3 separate regions of the Mus musculus genome follow, and regions 1 and 3 are each linked to region 2. A link is a contact called in public Hi-C data. All regions are on one chromosome and are shown on one strand. The core of a region is the stretch at or near the end of the contact, and the rest is flanking DNA. Distances in the headings are between cores, read along the strand shown. Region 1 overlaps Pard3b (par-3 family cell polarity regulator beta). Region 2 overlaps Gm38513 (a long non-coding RNA gene). Region 3 overlaps Pard3b (par-3 family cell polarity regulator beta).

Region 1 (4,106 bases), core at 214-2,713, 620 kb before region 2:
TCAAGCCATTTGAAACATGAAATCTCAAATGAAAAATAAAGGCCAAAGTTCTTAATTTGGCTTCAAGTTAGATACATTGAGAGCACTTTACTGATCAGGATAAAGTAGCTGCATGTGTTGCTCCTGAGAGAAGTATGACTGTAGAAAAAAAACCAATGTATTCTGAAAAGCTACTTAGAGTAAATGCAGCTATCCATTGTTCTCCATGACTGTCCCTGATTGCCAGGGGAAGAAATGGATGTTAGCCCCCATCAGCATAGAAGAGAGATCAGGTTTGGTCCCTTTGTAAAGGGATTTTCTCTCCTAAATTCATCTTTAACTATTTACTCTTGAAGTCTGGAGAGATGTCTCAGGTCTGTATTGCTCATGCAGAGGACTCAAATTCATTGCTAGTACCTAAATCCAGTAGTTCACAACCATCCTAACTCTAAACTTCTGGAATTCTCACACTGTCTTCTGGACTTTGTGAGCACCTACACACACACACACACACACACACACACACACACATCTAAAGATAAATCTTTAAAAAGTATTTACTTTATTTTTCACAAAATGAATCATAAAAGTTTTGTTGTTTCATTTTGTTAACTTGCCAATTTTTTTCAAATTAAGTCTAACCTTAATTTCTTTAGTATTTTTAAATTCAGGCAGGGTGACACCATAGCTATCACTTCTTTTTTTTTTCATCATTACTACCGCAGGTCTTGGCTGGAAATGCACTCTTTATGAGCAGTGTGGAGCTTGGAATGGAATTAGAAACTAGAGGCAGTAACATACAGATATTGACTTCCATGAAACCCAGTAGTGTGATCGTTGATAAAAGTTATTCATTTGCATGTAATACATCTGAAGTTTTGTTAGTCTGCACCTGAACACAAGAAGAGAAAATTAGCACAACGTTGTGTGTGGATTGTGGGCATAAAGATTTAAAGAAGTTTATGAGTGATAGAAAGGACAGCAATATCTACAAGAATACTCACTAAAATGCTACATAGAGCCAAGGTTTATTGCTTAACTAAAAGATGAACCTGAGAGAGAAGGGCTACTCATCAGCTGGGCGGAGCACAAAGACAAATGAGATGCTGGGGTACCCAGCGGGCAGGCTTGTTTGCTCTATGGCTTTAATCATTTTTTTCAGCTCTCAAGCATGTCTGCAAATGTTTGTTTATCCCTCTGTTTTCTGACGATGTGTTCATGGAAGGATGAGGGCCCTGTATAGAGTTAATTAATATGAAAATGGATGGCTACCTTCTATTCAAAGTCTGATTGCTGCTCCTTGCTGTCCCTTCCTACTCCGTGTAATCTTGATTATTCTGCAGCTCTTGTTCTCTGCTGCCCAAAGCAGTAGGGTGATTTGATTTTCTCATACTTATCACAGGAAAGAGTGATCACATAGGGTGTCAACCAAAAGGCTTATTTGTTTAATTAGGGTTCCTTCTGCTCTTAATACGCCTGCCCAACTCCCATTACGTTAATGCAAATTACACAACAGCACTGGAGGAGAACACACTACTTTATCTCATTCTGGGATAATGAGGTTTAGATTTGTTAACCGATCAGGACAAAAGTCCAGTGGTTTCACTTTTGAAGCAATTGATATGCTAAAAGGAACTTGCACAGGCACTCAAATGGAAGGTACACAATCATAAATAAATGTCATTAGCATTTAAGATGAAATATAATCATTAAAGATGCTAGATTAATAAAATGCAGACAATTTTCTGATGGACTTATTTGCATACTCATATTAAGTATCTAATAAAGCATGCTAACAACAGTTTTATCTGTATATACAAACACTTGTAAGTTCCTAGTGGGGATGTATTTGCCTAATAGGCCTTGCCCTGTGTCCAGCACAATGTCATGTCCTTGTGGGATGTTTACTTAATATGATTAGGGAATGACACGTTGAGGTTTAATACTTTGACTAGGCTAGGATGGAATCAGATCTCTGATTAGCACCTTTTATCTGAAAACTTCAATATAATTTACTAATGTCCATCTTCCACATGCATGGGCAACGACAGTGGCCAATAGTTTTCCTTGCAGATAATTGCAGGATGAGGCAGGACACATGCCATTTATTTACTCTTGCCATCTATTGGGTTTCCAATTGGATTAGATGTCTTCAGGTGATATCAAAATAATTTTATAACATGAACTAGTTCATAATTAAAAGGAAAGGCTCAAATTGGGAGCACAGTAACTGACTGTTTTGCTCATAAAACAAGAAAAAAGACTTCCCAGTGCAATTAAAAACACATAGGAGATGCATTACTTAAATTGGAAAATAGATAGGAGGTGTATAAACACTTTTGGACTATAATAGCCACCAGACTTTGGACACAATCCAATTTGTTTCTCAAACTATTGGCTACTTTCAACCTCAACTTCAACAAGGTTAAAGTCTAATTGGTAATCTACCCATGGAAGTCACCAGCTTATGCTGACTTTCCTAATTATGTTTGATGCAACACCTGAGATCCCATGATATCTAGGATGTATCCTCCCTGCCTCTCCTCACCCTCCCATCCATAAATTCTACTGATGTGTGAAAAGTACTGCCTTGCACTTCTGGGTGTTCTATTCCATTGCCCCTCTGTACATTGTGCCACTATAATTTGATTGATTATTCTAAATACGTTGTTTCAGTAGCAACCTGGCTAATTGGCCTGCATTCCCCCTTTCTTCATTTCAGTTCATCCTAACACAACTACCATCATCAGATAGTTAATAAACACCTCTATATTAAAATGTAATATAACATGGTAGCAGAGAGAAGATCTTGGGAAATTTCACTTGGATACAAATCTCAGGTCTGCTTGTTCTAACCATAGGTCCTTGTTAAGGATTCTATCTGAATCTGAAATGTGTTATTTGATCCCTAGCCTATAGTGATGTTCAGAAGGCTGTGGAGCCTTTACAAGGCAGGACTTCACGGGTGGAGCTATGTCTCCAGGGCAGACCTTTTCGTGTGATGCTTCCTGCTAGTCCAGGCCCACTGCGACGGAGGGGCACACATGCTCGCACAGTCCATGCTACAGTGGCCTAAAATATTTCCGAAAGCATAGGACAAAGTAAATCTTTCCTCTTTCAAATTGCTTTACTTACATACTTTTTCATAACACAAAGAGTAACTTCAACATTGACTTAACTGCTGTGTCATTAGCCTCTCCTGTGAAGTCATGGTGGTGTTTGCCTGACAGAGTTGCGGAGTAAATGAGATGCTACATGAAAAAGGAACTGACAATAGCAAGTTCTTAAAATAAAATCTATTAGTAATATTTTGTCGTGGATATTGCCGTCTTAAAGTCTGCAGCATTGCAGAATTGCCTACCAAGCCTGCTCAAATGTTGCATTCCTAATTTCATCATCAGAAATTTGAATTTATTACATTTCATACAGTACTCTGGGACCTCTGGTGTGTCACAGTGGGAACCCAAGGTCTTCATTTGAAAATGAAGGATTCATATAAGGCCCACTCTTTAATTGACACCCGGTGCCCTCTATTTTCTTGACCGAATTTGTGTATCGTCACATTCTACTTTTACTTTCTACAATCTCTCCACTCTAACAAGATTACTTCGTTCTGCAGAGAGCTTGGAGCCTCGGATGGCATCTTTCTTTAAGAGGCTCATACTCTGCTTTCCCTGATTCTGCCTGGCTTTGACAGCCTTTCTCTGCCCCCCTTTATCAAACTCCATTTCTTGCGCCTGCATTTCCCTCCCATGGCGATTCGTCCTCAGCATCAGCATCAGAGTTTGCTCCTTCAGTTCTTTGCATGGCTTGGGTTTGGGGTGTTTGTTTGTTTGTTTGTTTGTTTTAATTTCAGCTTCCTATGTCTGCCTCAGATTCACAATGGGGATGGATTCCTTTAAGCAAAGAACCTCCACCCCCAACACACACACACACACAAACACATGATGCTTTTCACTCTTGTCCTTTAATACGCTTTTGCTGGTTGACCCAGCAGCTTGTGTATCGCTCTAATTGGATTAGACTTATTTGGATATTGCTGTGTTGTGCCCTTTAGTCATCCTGGATAATAATACAGGAAATAATGAAAACAGGGATTCTTCGATGACCAAGTGAGTAAACTGTCC
Region 2 (3,765 bases), core at 636-3,135:
GGATTCCAAACTGGTCCAGTGCCCCCTATATAGCCACTATGAATAATTCTTTAAAAGCTAAAGATAAATGTACCCTATGGCCCAGCTATTCCACTCCTTAGCATACACCCACAGGACTCGACATCCTAAACCACAGATACTCACTCAACCATGTTCACTGATGCTCCTTTCACAGAGGCTAGGAGATGGAAACAACCTGAGTTGCTGGATAATGAAAATGTGGTCCACTGTGGAATACTAGTCAGCTGGAAAGAGAAATGAAAATCTCAGGTACATGAATTAGAAAAATTATATTTAATGAAGTAACCCAGACCCAGAAAGACAAACATGGCATGTTCTCTCTCATTGCAGGATCCTACCTCCAAACCTTCAGATTTAAGCTCATGTCCTGAAGTAAACACCATGAAAATAAAAAGGGGCCATTTCTAGAGTATGGGTATGAGAGCAAAAGAGCAGGGTACAAGTTTTCTGATGGGAGAAATAGATAAAAACAAGGACCTCTAATTAGGGAGGAGAGAGGGGGATAAATACAGAAGGAGGGAGGAGAAAAAAATCACTGTAAGAAGTCCAAAAAAAGTCATAAAGAATCACACTCACACTATTAACTATCTGCCTAAAAATATAGCACAAATAAGTCTGTGTGTAAATATTCATATATAGTTTAAATGAAATATTTCCATCTGGTCTAGCAATGTTCCTTCCAAGAAACAAAGACCATCTAACAAAAATCCCATTTCCCAGCCTGAGAAGCCCTCTTTTGAGTTGTTGATTGGACTTGTCCAAGAGGCTCCCAAAAGTTTACAGGATATTGCTGTTGCTCTTGGTTGCCACCCAGAGTTGAAAGATTAGGTGTGTGTGTGTGTGTGTGTGTGTGTGTGTGTGTGTGTGTGTGTATGTGTATATATATATATAATCAAAAAGCCATGTTTTAAAAGATAGATATTCCTGTCTTGTGTTTCTAGAGTACAGAAGGCTGAAATTTTCAAATGAAAGGCAACCCTGCTAGAAGAGGAAGGCCAGGCAACATCTGGAAGTGGCCACAGAGCATCCAGGCTGCCACCCAGTCATGAAAGTTCTCCTGATAAAACACACAAGTGACCAACAAAAATAGCAAAGCAAGTGTACTCTCTGCTGCCTGCACCCACCCACCCTGTCATCCTGATCTGAAGGTGTGAAGGCCTGAGACTGACAGTAGGAAGGATGAGGGAGGGGTCACTTTCTCTGTCTTAGTTCAGCTGTAAATTTTCTGGGCTATACAACCATGACAATTGATTTATTTTTCATTTAATACAGATTTATTCTGTGAAGCTTTGAACACTCAGTGACTTGGAATGGAGAATTTTCAGTTTAGTAAAGCATACAGTCCGTAAGTGTTATTTGGATGTGAAATCCGTTCATCTGCACTTCCCTTGTTTGAAGATAACGATATTTTCTGCTGCCCCATCTGACAGATCTCCAACCTTGAACATTTCAGTGTTAATCTGAACTGGTAAGTGATCAAAGCTTATATCCTGTTTTCTTTTCAGACAAGACTGAATTAAAAAAAAAAAAAAAACTCATATTCTTATAAATAGCCCAAAGAATAAGCCAAGAATTCCTGCAGAATCTAATGAGATCTATTATGCTAAGTAGGGAGACACCCCTCCCCCAAGCCCTCAAGAAAAGAGCTCAAGGAAGTAGAAATTAAATTGCCAAGTCTAATGGATTCCCTGTGTGACTAACTCATTGTATTGTTTCACGTGTTTGAGGAGATGCACACATTTCACGGACAGACTTAGTCACTCCTGCTTGCACAGCTGCTGCCCTGCTCCATGTCTAAGGTCAGGTTCATCCATGGCGGAGCTCAGCAGCTCTTGCTCAAGTGGGATCAATCATGAAAGAGTTTTCTGTTGACATTACTCTGATGCTTGCAGGGGACCAGTTCCTACTCTGTCTCAGGAAGACTCTGCCCCTTCATGGTGGGAGGTGGATGTGATTAAAGGACTAGGGTAAATAAAAGCTCTCATTGGAGAGGCTGAATGCCAAAGAACTGCTCAAGGTCGACCAGATGTACCAAATACACCCTGCCCCTTGTGGCTTCCAAGACCTTACCTTTATTTGCAACAATTTGCTTTTTTTTTTTTTTTTTTTTTTTGTGCTTGCCATTTTTCATGCAAAATCCAAAGAGAAGATGAAATGGAGTGTTTTAAAGCCTGTTGGGTGAAGGTGGGATTAATAACAATAACAATAGCAAGTCTTCAACCTCACTCTCTCCTGTGGCTTTACTCTCAATGATCATGATCATCCTTAAGAGAGCCAGCTTTACCTTCAGCAGCCTTTAAAATTGTGTGCATGATATTTAGATCCTTTACATTGCAATTCTATTTGGTACATCTTCATATTCTTAATATATATAGTAGCTTTAATATATATGTATATGTATATATATATATATTTAGAAACCATCTGTTAAAATACATTAAAAGAAATAAAAATCATACAATTCCCTAATGGTGCATGTTTATGTGCATAATCTTAATACTATGGTGTGCTAGTTTAATTTTCCAAATGGATTACAAATAAGGTTTTGAAAAAAAATAAAATTAGGAGTCATTCTTTGGTTACAGTATTGTAAATTTTCTTGTCAGAATTCAGGGACTGTCCCCTGGCTTTGGTTCTGTTCTTTTAAATGAATCCTAAGCCTAGTAAGCAATAACTATAATGTGATATCTGAAATTTTTCTTACTAATTTTTGTGGTTTTGGCAATTTAACCCAGAGCCTCGCAGCTGCTGTACCACTAAACTATGCCCCATGATGACCAAAGCTTCAGTTATGTAATCAAGGGTCCTTTGTTCTAATCACAGTGGCTATAAGATTATTTTCAGCATTAGTTTTAGTTCTGTTTAAGTGGAAATTGTTACAGGTATGGTAACACACACCTGTAACCCCAATACTCAGAAGATTTGCTGTTAGTTTGAGTCCAGCTTGGGTTACAGAGAAAATGTAAAGCTAGCCAGGTATACATAGTAAAACCCCATCAAACACACAAACACAAACCAAAAGATTGTATATGTATGTAGTGTATATTAATTAGAAAAAGAAGTCGTAAAATATAGATTGAGCATCTCTAGTCCAAAATACAACTTTTTGCACTCAAACAGCCTCGGATTTTGTAGCATTTCAACGTTTTAGATTAGGAATGTTCAAATGACAATCTATGTAAATATTTCAAAATCTGGTGTCGGAATGCCAAGCACTTCAGATGAAGAATGTTCAGCCTGTGCTATAACTGTGCCTCAAACTCTTCCCCTCTCTATTGAGTTATCATTTGGAACAGACAAGGAAAGGGTATAGAGAGAATCTCTTGTGTAGTGTTTGGAAGCATCCATGTCAATAAATAAGCTGTTTGTCAATTAGCTAAGGTAGGAAGTAGGAGCTGAGAGTTCTGGCAGGGAGAGAGTCTGGAAAGCAGTCAGATGCAGGGAGGATTCACCCAGAATACTGATGGAGACAGTTCCATGAACCTGAGGAAAGCTAACTAACCTCGTGGCAGGACTTAGCATAGAATAAACAGGATAACCAGTGTGGGGGGGGCGGGGAGGGAGGGAAACAAGGCTTTTGGCCTAGGCATTTATTCATAAATAATTCCGTCTCAGAGCCATTATGTTGGGAACTAGGGTGAGGGTAGAAAATCCCACATGTACAAAAGGGGATCCTTAGGGTTACTCTTGCTATGATGAAGCACCATGACCAAAGGCAAATTGGAGAGAAAGGGTTTTATTTGG
Region 3 (4,103 bases), core at 874-3,373, 580 kb before region 2:
GAGAGTAAACAAGCAATTTGAGGAGGTAGCGTCTCTTCCCCAGGCTCAAACTATAAATATTATGTTTCTTCTCAGAGTAATAATTATATGGCTGTTTTCCATCACTGGGACACTATGGTCCTTTCTTTTCCAGACTTCTAGCATGTTGAATTTGAACCAACATATGTTTATTCACTCTTTCCTTAATAAAACAAAGAGAAGTATTGAGTACCCATGAAACACAAGGTTCTGGGGGTGAGGATGGGGAGGGACATGTTCTAGTAGTTACTTAATCATGGTATACAAGCAGTTCCCAGGGATTCTCAGACGTGCATGCTCATGTTTGCTGGTGATGCTGATGTAGTTGAGGACAGGAATATGTCTTACACACTTTGGATTGGGTGTTGGGCACAGAATAGACTGCATAAAAACTTCTTGAGTGGAATTTATTTAGAAGATAAATTATAGCCTGGCTCATACTCACTAAGAAACAAAGAGATGACCAAACATGGTAACACATGCCTGTGTCCAAAACTGAAGTAGGAAAATTAGGAGGATTGCCTGGGCTACATAGAAAACCCATGTCTAGAAATGCTGGCGGGGTGGGGGGGCGGTGACAGAAGGATATCTCAGTGGGTACTTGCCATGCCAACTCAACACCCTGAATTCAGATCCCCAGAATTCCTGTCAAAGCCAGATACAGAAACACACGCACAATCCCAGCATGCACCCACAGCAGTGGCTCTCAATCTTTCTAATGCTGTGACCCTTTAACGCGGCTCCTTGTGTTGTGTTGACCCCCAACCATAAAATTATCTCTCATTTCTACATTATAAATGTAATTTCACTACTGTTTTGAATTGTAATGCAAATATTTGACATGATGGGTGGATGATATGTGACCCCACAGAGAACTGCTGACCTACATGGAGATGGGAGGCAGAAGCAGGAAACTCACCAGGAGCTTGGGAGCCAGCTAGCCTGCCATGCGTTGCAGTAACAAGACAGACACTGCCTCAAGGCAAAGAAGAATGATGCTCAAGCCTGCCCTTTGACCACACTCGTGTTGTCCATATGTCTCCCACATGTGAACACATACACACATACATGTGTGTACAAGACTTTTCAAAGGAGATGGGGAATAAGGGGGAAAAGGAAAGAAAGAAAGGAGGAAAAGACAAACAAAAGAAAAAGAAAAGAAAGACAGAGGAGGGAAGGGAAAGGGTTCAGAAGAAGAAGGGTTGTCAAGGGCCTAGGTGTGTGCCACTGGAGGGGTGTGAATTTGCATGGGTGAGGGGAGCCAGAAGATTATTGCAATACAGCCTAGGATAGGAGAGAGGAGACCTAGTCTTCTCATTAAACATGGAAAAAGAAGGGTGTGAAGCAAAGACTTCTAAAGTGTCTAAGAAAGTCTTCAGCTAAGAAAAATCAAAGAACGCGTAAGATTCTCCTGAAAAAGTCAAGGGTAGTTCCTGATAGTGCTGAAGGCTAAATGTCTCCAGGAAGGAGACCATGCCTCTCCAGGAGCAGCTGCAAAGAGGAGGGGACAATCGGGGCTTAATATTTGCCAAAGGCATAAGAAAGCCCTACGTGGATAAGGAAGCCATAGATAACACTGGCTTTAGGGGAATCTAAATAAGTACTTGTCAATGCGTTCATGCCTAACTCCTGACTCACCAAGCCACCTTGAGAAAGATAAAGATCTTTACACCCTGGCCCCACTGGCCAGTCTTTTAGGAAAGAAAAGGAGTGAGTTTGGTAGGTCTTAGTCCTTTTCTGTGCTTAGCAACTTTCCTATTCTTATTTATCTCTCCTTAGTTTCTATAAACCATCACCTTTAAATGTATCCTGCTGTTTTCAAAGGGCCTCTCTTCCTCTCTCCCCACCCCACTCCTTTAAAAGTGTGACTTTGGTCTGGTTTCTCTGCGCCTTTCACCTCTCCCAGAGTGAATTTATTGCAGCACAGCAGCCAGGAAGCGTTCCTTCAGTGAGATGGGCTGAGATTCATTTAGGCCCAGAGACATGGACTCCTATAAAGCAGCTAGATGATCCCTTGTAGTTTTATCACCTCTCTGGGGCTTTGGCTCCTTCCTAATCTGTTGTTTTGTGGCTTAGTCAGAAGATCATTCTCATTGATAGGAAAGAGAGGAGCCTTTGGAATGCTAATGGTCGCTGTTGTCTCTCCTGTCATCTGCTAATACTGTACTATCTGCCCCCAGGGGGGTATGAATCATGCCTCCTGTTCACTCTAAACATACGTTAACAATTCCTTTTATTGTCTCCTGCATTTTCTCTCAAGCCTGAGCTCACTCTCAGATGTAACCACTCCCAACACAACTGGTTTTACCGAGTCCTTTTGAGTTGGATTTGGATTATAGGCTGGTTTCTACAGTTCCTGTTTGATCATATCTCCATGCCTCACCTTTCCAGGCACTGCAGTCTAGCTCCCCTAGGTAGCCTCCACTCCTGCCTCAGGTTTTCCTGTCACATGTCTGTCTTCTCCCTCCCTTCCTTCTTACGCTGTCTTGTCTTTTCCTTTCTTTTCTATTTGCTTAGACTCTCATCTTGGAACTGTCTTGTTCTTTTCTCTGGGAGCGCAGAGATTTGTCTCCTCCAGATCTTGGGAAGTGCAGCTTGTAGACAGCTTGCTTTTACCATTTTAAGCCTATAGAGAACTGTGGGCTGAATGGTGATTAGTAGGCGTGTGATGTTTGGGAAAGACTCTATGTCGGATTGCTTACCCTGAATCTTTCTCCCAGTGTTGCCATCACTGACTTTGCTTTATTGGTTCCAAAAAAAAAAAAAAAAATAGCTCCCAATGCCTCCAATTTATGAATGGCTAAATGACCAAGCTTAAAATTTACCTTTCTGCTTTTAGGAAAGTGCAGCTTTAGAAAATCATCTATGTCTCTAAATAGCAATATATGTTGTCTTCACAATATAGCATGTAATGTGTAAGAACAATAATGTCCATGTTTTCTGGTGACTAGATCCTCTGCCACACATTTCCACTGTAGTATAGCACCTAATTTGCTTCAGTGTCTTCTGACTGGTGTGTTTATAAAATGATAAAGAGAGGGGGGATATGTTCTATGGAGGTGTAGTGAGGTGTGGGGGAAGGGGGTTCCTCGGCGGGCCTATCCAGAGGCATCCCTTCCCGCTGAGGGACCAGCCACAGGACTTTATAGAGTAGAATAGTTTATTAAGGGCATGAGGAGGGGAGTTAAGAGGGCAATAGAGGCAGAGGGCAGAGAAAAGCAGAGACAGAGAGAGAGAGAGAGAGAGAGAGAGAGAGAGAGAGAGAGAAAGGAGAGGAGAGGAGAGGAGAGGAGAGGAGAGGAGAGGAGAGGAGAGGAGAGGAGAGGAGAGGAGAGGAGAGGAGAGGAGAGGAGAGGAGAGGAGAAGAGAAGAGAAGAGAAGAGAAGAGAAGAGAAGAGAAGAGAAGAGAAGAGAAGAGAAGAGAAGAGAAGAGAAAAGAAGAGAAGTAGAGGCCAGCCATAAGCCTGTGGAGAGAGAAGGGGGAAAGGACAAAAGGACAGAGCAAGAGAGCAAGAGGAGGGGCCAAACAGCCCCTTTTATAGTGAGTCAGGCATACCTGGCTGTTGCCAGGTAACTGGGATGGAGCTTAGACAAAATGATGACACTGACTGAGTATGAAAAGTACTTCTTACTCATGGCTCTATGACATTTGTCTACAAATTGTGACATTTTTCTATTTAATGGTCCCTCCTAATCCATGTTCCTAATTCTTTTCTGCTCCACATTTACTTGAGGTGCTTGAGAGATACCCATAATTAAAGTTATTTGGTAGCAATGTTATATGCTGCCAAGGAACAAACCCAAGGCCTTGCACATGCTAGCCAAGCTGGCTCTCATGAAGCTACATGGTCTACCTTCAAAAAGACAGATTTGGTTTAAAAAGATAGTATTGTGCTACTCTAAACTAGGATCATCAGAATGTCTTAATTTCTTTTTTCTTTGACTCAGCATTGTTTTTAATTTCAAGTCTACATAATTCCATGTCAATCTTATTTGTTCCTTTAATTTTACTTTATATGTGTATCTGCTCTATTTTATTTCTATAGCCCCAAATGATGGGCACTCATTAACGTCCAAACTCCCTT

The links. A called contact is a pair of places that touch in the nucleus more often than the background predicts.
Region 1: a contact with region 2 is called in a Hi-C map of the N1E-115 cell line, with 3 times the contacts expected there. The contact joins two enhancer-like sites. A contact is called at or near these places in 1 of 484 Hi-C or Micro-C datasets (the N1E-115 cell line) and 1 of 9 other capture datasets (embryonic stem cells).
Region 3: a contact with region 2 is called in a Hi-C map of the N1E-115 cell line, with 2.9 times the contacts expected there. The contact joins two enhancer-like sites. A contact is called at or near these places in 6 of 484 Hi-C or Micro-C datasets (the G1E-ER4 cell line, the N1E-115 cell line, cerebellum and 1 more), 2 of 115 datasets of contacts at active chromatin or transcription factors (both in embryonic stem cells) and 1 of 9 other capture datasets (embryonic stem cells).

The regions. Positions count from the first base shown.
Region 1 is chr1:62,354,353-62,358,458 of GRCm38.p6, forward strand. The region is part of intron 18 of Pard3b (par-3 family cell polarity regulator beta); the gene reads left to right. Among named protein-coding and RNA genes, the nearest start is that of Gm34881, 170 kb to the right of the region's middle. Within about 2 kb of position 1,464, at least 5 of the 459 cell types and tissues checked have an H3K27ac peak or open chromatin away from gene starts, as enhancers often do. A contact at or near this core is called in the N1E-115 cell line, where this site is marked.
Region 2 is chr1:62,975,131-62,978,895 of GRCm38.p6, forward strand. Gm38513 (a long non-coding RNA gene) reads right to left here. Exons shown (of 3, transcript XR_373452.3): 3 at 1-245. Among named protein-coding and RNA genes, the nearest start is that of Gm38513, 4.4 kb to the right of the region's middle. Within about 2 kb of position 1,886, at least 6 of the 459 cell types and tissues checked have an H3K27ac peak or open chromatin away from gene starts, as enhancers often do. A contact at or near this core is called in the N1E-115 cell line, where this site is marked.
Region 3 is chr1:62,396,303-62,400,405 of GRCm38.p6, forward strand. All of the region lies in intron 18 of Pard3b (par-3 family cell polarity regulator beta), which reads left to right. Among named protein-coding and RNA genes, the nearest start is that of Gm34881, 130 kb to the right of the region's middle. Within about 2 kb of position 2,124, at least 32 of the 459 cell types and tissues checked have an H3K27ac peak or open chromatin away from gene starts, as enhancers often do. A contact at or near this core is called in the N1E-115 cell line, where this site is marked.